Regions from separate parts of the Mus musculus genome. Here region 1 is linked to region 2. A link is a contact called in public HiChIP or PLAC-seq data. All regions are on one chromosome and are shown on one strand. The core of a region is the stretch at or near the end of the contact, and the rest is flanking DNA. Distances in the headings are between cores, read along the strand shown.

Region 1 (4,544 bases), core at 1,598-4,097, 130 kb after region 2:
AGCACTGTATTCCTAGGAGCAACAAAAGCTATAAACACGAGGCTGGCAGGATGGCACAATGAGCCACCAAGCCCGAGTTGGATCCCTGGGACCCATGTGATAGAAGGAAAGAATCACTTCCATATTCACACGCTAAATGAATACACACTTTTAAAATTGTCTTCAAAACACAGAACACCTAAGAGGAAATGTGCACAACCCCCTTTAAAAAGCAACCATGAAACTAGGTGCTCTGACAGGAGATGGTAGAAATAAAAACTGAACCACAAGGAAGACTATATCTCGGGCTGGAAAACTCCATCTATTTATTATTGCATAAATGCAGTCCCAAATGGAGTGTTAATGATACGTGTAGAAAACGCAATGAAATGATCATAGACTTCATAAAGAGTAATGAAGACATAGGCAAGCATAACCAAGGAAATTAGGAACAAGGGCTTGCACGTCCAGACATTAACATAAAGTCATGATGGAAATGTGAGCTAAGCAAGACATATCGGTGTGTGTCTGTGATCCCAGCACAGGAGGTGGACCCAGGGGGATAAAGAGCTGAGAGCCATCCTCTGTTACACAGTGAATTCCAGGCCATCCTGGGCTACATAGTGAGGCCCTGTCTCAAAATAAAAAACAACAACAAAAGATAAAGTAACCGAGGAGGAAAAACAATAGATTCAGGAAAACAAACAAACAAACAAACAAACCCAGAAAACTTGGAATCTTGCGTGTTTGTCTACGATAGCAAAGCTGGCGTTCTACGTCCGTCAGAAGAAGGAAGAAAGCACCCATCAAATCTAGTAACACTGGGTACTGCCCATGGCGGCTGAAGACGTGGGAGGGAGGGAGGGAGCTCTCAACAGCTGCTTTTTATAATTGACTTTTAAAAAAGAAATTGTGTATGTGAGCACACTGTTGCTCTCTTCAGACACACCAGAAGAGAATATCAGATCTCATTACAGTTGGTTGTGAGCCACCATGTGGTTGCTGGGAATTGAACTCAGGACCTCTGGAAGAGCAGTCAGTGCTCTTAACCTCTGAGCCATCTCTCCAGTCCTTACTTGAATTTTTAATACTATGGCTATAATGGCCGTGTAGTTTGGGCACATCTGTGAAAGATTACCTCGACTGGGTTAACTGAGGTAAAAAGATCCTTCTTAAACGTGGGCAGTGCCATTCCCCATGCTCTGTTCCTAGGGTGCATAAGAGAAAGCTAGCTGAGTACCAGCAGTCATCTTGTTTCCTGCTTGCAAATGTCACATGACCATCTGCTTCCTGTTCCTTTGGCCATGCCCTCCCTGCCAATGAGGACTGTAAATTCAAACTGTGAGACAATTAAGTCCTTCTTTCCTTAGGTTGCCTTGTAGGCATTTCACTGAAGCAACCAGAAAAGTAATCGGTATAGAAAACCAGTACTAAAAACTAGGCCACTAATAAACTCAAGCATCTTACCTCCCATCCTAAACCAAAATAAAATCAGATAAGACTGGAGAGGAACTCAAAAAAGAATTGGAAAAGTTGAATTCCAGAAAAGATCCTGAACCCATGAGATCTTTCTGTGTGGGACAGGCCAGACTTATGATAGGGTCTACACAGTGAGTTCTGGGCCATCCAAGGATATACAGTAAGACCCTGCCTCAAAAACAAAAACAACAAACAAAATACAGGGCTGGATTACAGCTCTATGGTGCAGCGCTTGCCTAGCCTGGGAAGCCTATAGGTAATCCCTAGCACTACAAAAAGAGAAAAAAATTAAAATAGATTATGCTCTGCTGTGGTTTGAATGAAAACAGCCCCTATGGGGTCATAGGGAGTAGCACTATTGGGAAACTGGCCTTGTTGGAATAGGTGTGGCTTTGTTGGAGGAGGTGTGTCACTAGGGGTGGGGCTTTGAGGTTTCAGAAGCTCAAGCCAGGCTTATTGGCTTACTCTTCCTGCTGCCTGTAGAACTCAGCTACCTCTCCAACACCACATCTGCTTACAAGCTGCCAAGATCCCCACCATGACAATAATGGACTAAACCTCTGAACGGTCAACCTCTGAAAGGTAAGCCAGCCCCAGTTAAATGTTTTTCTTCATAAGAGTTGCCATGGTCATGGTGTCTCTTCACAACAATAGAAACTCTAACTAAGACATGCTCTTAAAATGGATAAACTTAAAAAAAAAAAAGGATGAACTTTGTAATACATTTATCTCAGAGACTGACAATTATAGAGTACTTACCTGGCATGCCCAAGGTGCTGGGTTTGATTTATAACCACACACACACACACACACACACACACACACACAGAGAGAGAGAGAGAGAGAGAGAGAGACAGAGACAGAGACAAGGAGACAGAGAGAGACAGACAGAGAGAAAGAAAGACACACACACACACAGAGACAGAGAGACAAACAGAGAGAGAGACAGAGAGAGAGACAGACAGACAGACAGAGACAGACAGAGAGAAAGAGAGAAAGGCACACACACACACACACACACACACACACACACTGCATCCACAGTGATCATCCTTTCTAAGCCTCAGAACCCATGGATGTACAGCCCAGGTCCCTGTGAAATTTCTCCTTGGTTTCAGCCTGTACTGTACACCTTCATTTTCATTGTTTATCTTTCCCATTAAATCGTAGCCCACAAATGAGATGGGCTGTCCCATCACTGTGAACACTCAAGCCAAATCGAATGGTCATCTTGTCAAGAAGGAGGGGACTCCTGAAGGATGCAGGAGGCTCTTTAACTCTGAGATGCTGCATCTTGGTGAAGCAGAGAATCCATCGTCAGTGACTTGGGACCAGCAGAAGAGCAAGTCTCACAAAGCCTAGCATCAACTCAACTGCTCAGATGGGCCACGCCCAAAGACAAAACCACACCAACAGGTGAAGGAGGCAAAACCACTATTGACAAGACGGGGCACCAACTACAGCTTTCTTCCTTGACAGGCAAACACCAACAGCTTCATAACTGTGCCACAACGGTCATGGGGACATGCGACTGACTGTCCAGGGTCTAGGGAGTACTTTTACGTAAGGTGTCCACATGGTACCTGCAGTCTTACATAAGACACTCAGGTATTTTTAGCAGCGTGGAAATGCAGTGTGAACAGAGGGGCGCTCTTGAAGCACAGCTGGGCTCTGCAGCCTGCCACAGGCCTTGCAATGCTCTTTTGCTGACAGCTCACTCTGAGGACTGAGGTCTGGGCGGGCTCCTAGCAACCCCTAGCAACCAGCCAGTGTGGATATATGTACCCTCACCCGTTTGCCCCTGGCCCATCATGGGAGGAGGATGGGGGTAGTGTCCATGCCAAGTAGCCACCTGCTAGTTAAGTGATCTCCCCTATTGACAGAGCCAGTGCTGTGCAAAGGGTACAAGCAGAGCTAAGGCTCTCCCTGCACCCCATCCCCAAGCCAACTCCTTCTAGAACATGGAAGTCCACTCTCATATCACCTCCCACGTATCACCAAAAGCCAAGGTTGAAGGTGAAGTCAGTGAGGTGAAAGGCTTGGCTCTTCTGTATGAGTTGTGCTTCACACCCTAGGGTTACACTCACTGTGGCCCCTTTTCTGCTTTATTTTATTGAAGTATACTATAGACACGAAAGGACATACAAGTGAATCCTGGGTTTAGGGCATAGCTCGGTTGTTGACTCTTTGTTTCCATGCATAAGACCCTGAGTTCTGTCCTCAGTAAGGGGGTGGGGAATTAATAAATTCTAACGGTATAAACACAATGCTTGACCAATCAAAAAAAAAAGTCTGATGAGGCCATGGCAGGGGGATCGCTTGAACACAAATTCAGGGTCAGCCTGGACTACATAGCAGGCCCTGCAGCTATCCTCCTGCCTCTGGGGTAGCACTATGCTAGCTTGTAGCTCACTCTGATTTCTGCTTGTGTGACTCCTGCAGCCGTTGACTGCTCATTCTCACCTGCAATGGTGTTCTAGTGTCTGCAGTTGTCCTGGTTTCTAAGGACTCTGAGTCCTTTCTGGTTTAATTGGTTATTTAGCAATGTCAGTCTGAACCCTCTCAGAACATGCCTTTCCACTGTGAGGCATTGATACAGTGTTGAAAATGACTGCTCTACACCTTGGATCTTAGAGCAGCCGGCCTGTTCAGCCTCCCCGTTCACCATTTCAGTCTTAAACCACAGCCCTTCCATTGACCATACAGCAGCACATAGAGTCTTAGCCACAAGGACAGTCATTCCAGGTACTTGCTGTGTGTTATCTGGCAAATGCTTAACTTCTCTGGGGCATCAGTTTCTTACCTGCAAAGTGGGGATAACGCTAATAGTTCTAACTTCCCTTGGCAGAGAATTAAATAAAAGGAAACTGCATCTGGGAGCACTTGGTCCATATTTCTTTCTTTTCCTTCTTTTTCTTTTCTTTTGTTTAAGTTTTTTATGACTTATTTATTTTTATATGCATTGATGTTTTGCCTGTGTGTGTGTGTGTGTGTGTGTGTGTGTGTATGCCACATCCTGGAACTGGATTTACAGACAGCTGTGAGCTCCCATATGGGTGCTGGAAATTGAACCAGGGACCTCTGGA
Region 2 (4,658 bases), core at 1,004-3,503:
CGAGAGATGGCTGGGTGGACGGGCAGGCCCCAGCCTGGGTGACTCCATGCTGGCACCTGCAAGGGGACCATTCGTGAATGTGGATGGAGATGCATTGAGCTCAGCCCAGCAAAAAGCTGGCCAAATTGTCTCTGGAATTGTGGGCGGTAAATGTGGACTGTCTGCCTAGTGGCCCCCACCCACACACCTGCCTGTTGTAGTCAGCCCTCTGCTCTCTGCTGATTGACCCGAAACACACTAGAGCAACAGAATGGGCTCTTCCCCTAACTAATTACTGATAAGAAAATTGGCAATCAATAGCTTTTCCTGCCTTCACAGAGTGAGGGGTGGGGAGAAGGAATGGTTGTGTCTGGTAATGTGGAGAGAGGGGAACATGGTAATAAGACACCACCTTTAACTACTGACTCTTAAATCCTACATGTGTGTATGTGTGGTTTGATCCCCAGTCCCACGTGGTGGACGGAGAGAACTGACTCCCTTAAGTTGTTTGCACATGCACCGTGGCCTCCAAACAGAAGTACTAACTGGAGGGAGGGAGGGAGATCACAAGGCATATATGTGTGAGGGTGGCACCATCAAACCTACACCTTATTCAAGATGATCCTACGCAGCTGAGAGTTGATATGGTGGGAGGGGACTGAAGCCATCATGGAGGAGGCAGCGGAAGCACCTTGTCCTGAAACCAAGATTGGTAGGCAATTTGTACATTTTCCTAAGGGAGCCTCTTGGGGATGCCGATGCCAAGTCTAGGAGTAGTTTTCAGCACTTGGGAAACTATGAAGGAGGATTCTGAAGGTGCATCAGGGCTCTGTAGGAAAGAGCACCACAATCAACTAGTAATGTCTGCCATGGCACAGGATGGAGAGATGGTACAGTGTGCATGCCAGGCATGTGGCATTTCTGCCAGATACTGTAGGGCTCTCTCTTTACACAGTAAAATCAGCCTCCCTGGATCTTCCTTCGAAGGTCCTAGTTCTGACCCAGGAGGACATAAAGGAAGCAGGTGCTTTTCTCAGAAGACCATTCTTGTGCTTAGAGAGAGGAAAAGCCTTCCATTTCCCCTCTCTCAGCTTCTACCTCACTGCCCAGGTTAACCTGCTGGCCCTGTCTTATCCCTCGCATACAGAGGGGCCTGGCCTCTCTGGTTCTGCTGAGCCACCGGACTCACTCCTTTCTAGGGACACTTTACAGATATCAGTGGAGAAGCTGCCACCAAAGAAACCAAACCGCCACTCAGCACCTCAGGCTCTGGAAACAAACAGCCGCTTACCTGAGTCCCCTCTAGGCTTGTCACCTTTTGTGCCCTTGACCCCAGAGGGCAAGGGTCTGTCCTCCAGGCTGGAGGAGCTGAGATCTGAGTCACTGTCACTGTCACTGGAAACCACTGGAACAGACAGACAGCAGAGGAAGTCATGATTATTTTTCCTGCTTAGACAGTGGGGCAGGGCAGGGCAGGCCTCCCTCCTGCCACCACCAAGTGGCCAAGAATTTCAGTTAGCCCTTTTGTCTGGGGCATGAGAAACAATGGAAGGGCCAGAGGCTCCTTCCCACCAGCTAAGGAGGATGGACCCCACACATGGCCAGCACCATTAGTGAAGGCTCACTCCTTAGCCAGCCATCTTCACGCATCGTGGCCTCCTTGTAGACTGGATCCCTTTTCCTTGGTTGGAATGGATGACCACCTTTGGTGTAGGCACAGGGACTCTGAGGTCTCTGCCTGGCCGCACTGAACACACAGGCCATGGCTTCATGGAGAAGAAACTGAACTCACAAAAGCTTCAGATCGGTAGGAAATAGTCCTCCTCTGTCTCACAGGCAGGAGAGCGGGGCATGTACCCATGGCAGTCAGTGATTGTGGACTCCTTTTTTTTTTTTTTTTTTTTTTTTTTTTTTAAAGATTTTAGGACCTCTGCTCGCTCTGGTCAACTCCACTTGCACAGCACACTGTATCTGTCTTCAGACGCACCAGAAGAGGGCGTCAGATCTCATTACGGGTGGTTGTGAACCACCATGTGGTTGCTGGAATTTGAACTCAGGACCTTCGAAAGAGCAGTCAGTGCTCTTACCCTCTGAGCCATCTCGCCAGCCCGATGATGGACTCCTAACACTGGAAGACTAGCTGAGGTTCCTAACCACTTAACTCTCCTTCATCAGGAGCCCTGGGAGGGAGCCAACCTGCATCCTCTTCAGCCATGCACAGTGGGGTGTCATGAACCGCAAGGAGTGAGGGCTCGGAGGGAGCTCTCAGTGAACACACTCATTTCTGCACTCAACACCATATTTGGCTGGTTCATCGACCGTGGGCGTCATAATACAGGATATATTCATCCTTCAAACGTTCTATTTTAATTTTAAGCAGGGACGTACATCCGTGTGCCAACCTTCTGAGGCAGCCCCGGGTGCTTCTCTGAAAAGGGTCCATTTGGCCCAACCTGTATCATGGCCTGTGATCCTGGCTCACGTTCTCATCAGTGGAGACTAAAGTCCCTGGGAAATAGAACAGAGAGCAGAATCTTACTAGGTTTTTGGTTTTTGGTTTGTTTTTTTTTCATATCTTCCTTCTGCTTTTTGCAGTTGGCCTGCCCACGCCTAATTCAATAGATTAAAAAAAAAAAAAAAAGGCAAGTTGCTCCTTCAAGACTTTTATGAAATCTTGGTTTTAATGAAACAGCTCTGGCCTCTTTTTTAACTCTCTTGATTAATTTACATAGCATGTAACTAAGTTATAATAAAGATAATAAGTAGATGTGGGGTCAAAGGTAACCTCTGAGAGGTGACTGACTCCAATCACAGAGCAGTAGGTTCAGAGGCGGCTCTCCTTTCAAATGCAAAGTGTGGTTTTGAGGGAGGTGGTGGGTGAGGTCTTCACAGAGTGCTTTACCAGGATCTCAGCAAGAGCATTTTTCTCCTCTAACTCAGGAGCCAGAGGTCCCATCTTGGGGAAGGTGAGAACAGAAAACACACACACACACACACACACACACACACACACACACACACACACACACACACGCGCGCGCGCGCGCGCGCGCACTTTCTGCAGCAGTGTTCTGTCAGCTGAGATTGAATTGAAGCAGCAGCAGCAGAGGAAGTGCTGATCACTCAGGAAAACTGACTGTAGGTAAAGGTAGGAGAAATGGGGTTTCCACCTGGTACCCTCGATCCAGAACCTTCTAGAGAGTCTTTGTGTCTTAGCTTATGCCACCTTTTGGCTGAGGGACTCAGGTCACTCCACTGTTCTTGGAGTCAAAGTTGGAGCTGGCGAAACACCTCAACCTTAAGAGTTTTAGCTCTGGGCTCTTCAAAGCCAAGTAGCCCGCACATAGTAAGTGCTTAATGAAGGTCTGATAATGACATAGTGTTAGCCTTGATTTGGTCTTCATGCCCTGTTACTTTTACTATCCAAGTGGATTTTTTTCTTTTTTCTTTTTTCTTTGAGACAGGAGGGCCTTGAATTGCCAAGGATGGTTGAATTTTTAATCCACCTGCCTCTACCACTTGCATGCTGGGAATTTGAGTATGTCTAAATTTCTGTTTGAAGATTTATTATTTGTGTGTGTGTGTGTGTATGCACATGAATGTGGGTGCCCATGAAGGTCAGAGGCATTAGACACCCCCCCCCCCCCCGGAGCTGGAGTTATGGGATGTCGTGAGCCACCCGAGGTGGTCTTGGGTCCTCTACCAGAGCTCTATGCAGGCTTAACACAGAGCTGTCTCTCCAGCCCACACCACGCCGAGTTTCATGATGCTGGGGCTCATATCCAGGTCTCTGTGCATGCCGGGCAAGCACCCACCAGATGGGTGACCTCACTAGCCTCCTTCAATAGAAGCTGAACCTGTTGCCTCCTCACTTTGAGTACTAGATGCCCCTCCTCTCTCCAAGACCGTCCCTTATCCCACCAGGATGACAGTGGCAGTCTCCTCCTGTGGGTGCTTCTGTCAGCTTTCCCCATGAACCATCAGGGTGCTCCAGCTGACATAGAATGGCTCCCATCAGCTAGAGGGCTACACCCACACCCCTGTCCACCAAGAGAAGGCTTGTGTGGACTTCCTGTTTCTGAGTGATGAATGTGTCTGTCCCTGGCTTGTCCTCCTCTGCTTCAGCCTCTTACCCTTTTCTGTTCTTGGTCCTCCTCTCATATGCCACTGGCAAGACTCCCGATTTGGCCGTTGATGACACAGAACCAAGAAGAAGAGGGATGGGGCTGGGTTCCTGTGCCCTTCCCAGTTCATGAGAATTATAGGAAAGAACCTGACTTGCTTTTTTGTAGTTCCTTTTCCAGATCTAGACTGAACGTGAATCCTCAGAGATCAGACCCTATGGGCTACAAACACTGCTACAAACACTTACGTCGTGCTTTTTTTGACTCATTGCTGGGCTGACTAAACACTAACCCCATGGGTCCTCAGACACAGGAGGTGGGGGTGGGTGGGCAGGAAGTGGGGCTGCTTGTTAAGACACCTGGAGCAAGTAGCTTTCCATGCCCGCCCCCTCACTGGGGCAATACAGGAATACAGGATGGCAGCTAGCTAATGCTAATAGGGGTAGGACAGTCCCTGTGAGGAGTTGGTGACTAACCTCCACCTTGGTCTCTCCATCTCTTGGGCAGAGGCGTTCACGATGATCTATCATTGCTTCCTGACCTGGAATATTCCAT

The links. HiChIP or PLAC-seq counts read pairs in DNA pulled down with a chosen protein or histone mark.
Region 1: an H3K4me3 HiChIP or PLAC-seq map of forebrain shows a contact between it and region 2, with 3 times the contacts expected there. The contact joins two enhancer-like sites. A contact is called at or near these places in 6 of 484 Hi-C or Micro-C datasets (CD4 T cells, the N1E-115 cell line, bone marrow-derived macrophages and 2 more), 12 of 115 datasets of contacts at active chromatin or transcription factors (SST interneurons, differentiating embryonic stem cells, embryonic basal ganglia and 8 more) and 1 of 9 other capture datasets (embryonic stem cells).

The regions. Positions count from the first base shown.
Region 1 is chr11:75,959,079-75,963,622 of GRCm38.p6, forward strand. It overlaps a transcript of Rph3al not described here. Among named protein-coding and RNA genes, the nearest start is that of 1700016K19Rik, 39 kb to the right of the region's middle. Within about 2 kb of position 2,848, at least 13 of the 459 cell types and tissues checked have an H3K27ac peak or open chromatin away from gene starts, as enhancers often do.
Region 2 is chr11:75,833,493-75,838,150 of GRCm38.p6, forward strand. It overlaps Rph3al (rabphilin 3A-like (without C2 domains)), which reads right to left. Exons shown (of 8, transcript NM_029548.4): 6 at 1,271-1,384; 7 at 1-56. All of the region lies in intron 2 of Gm12339 (predicted gene 12339), which reads left to right. Among named protein-coding and RNA genes, the nearest start is that of Doc2b, 40 kb to the left of the region's middle. Within about 2 kb of position 2,254, at least 21 of the 459 cell types and tissues checked have an H3K27ac peak or open chromatin away from gene starts, as enhancers often do.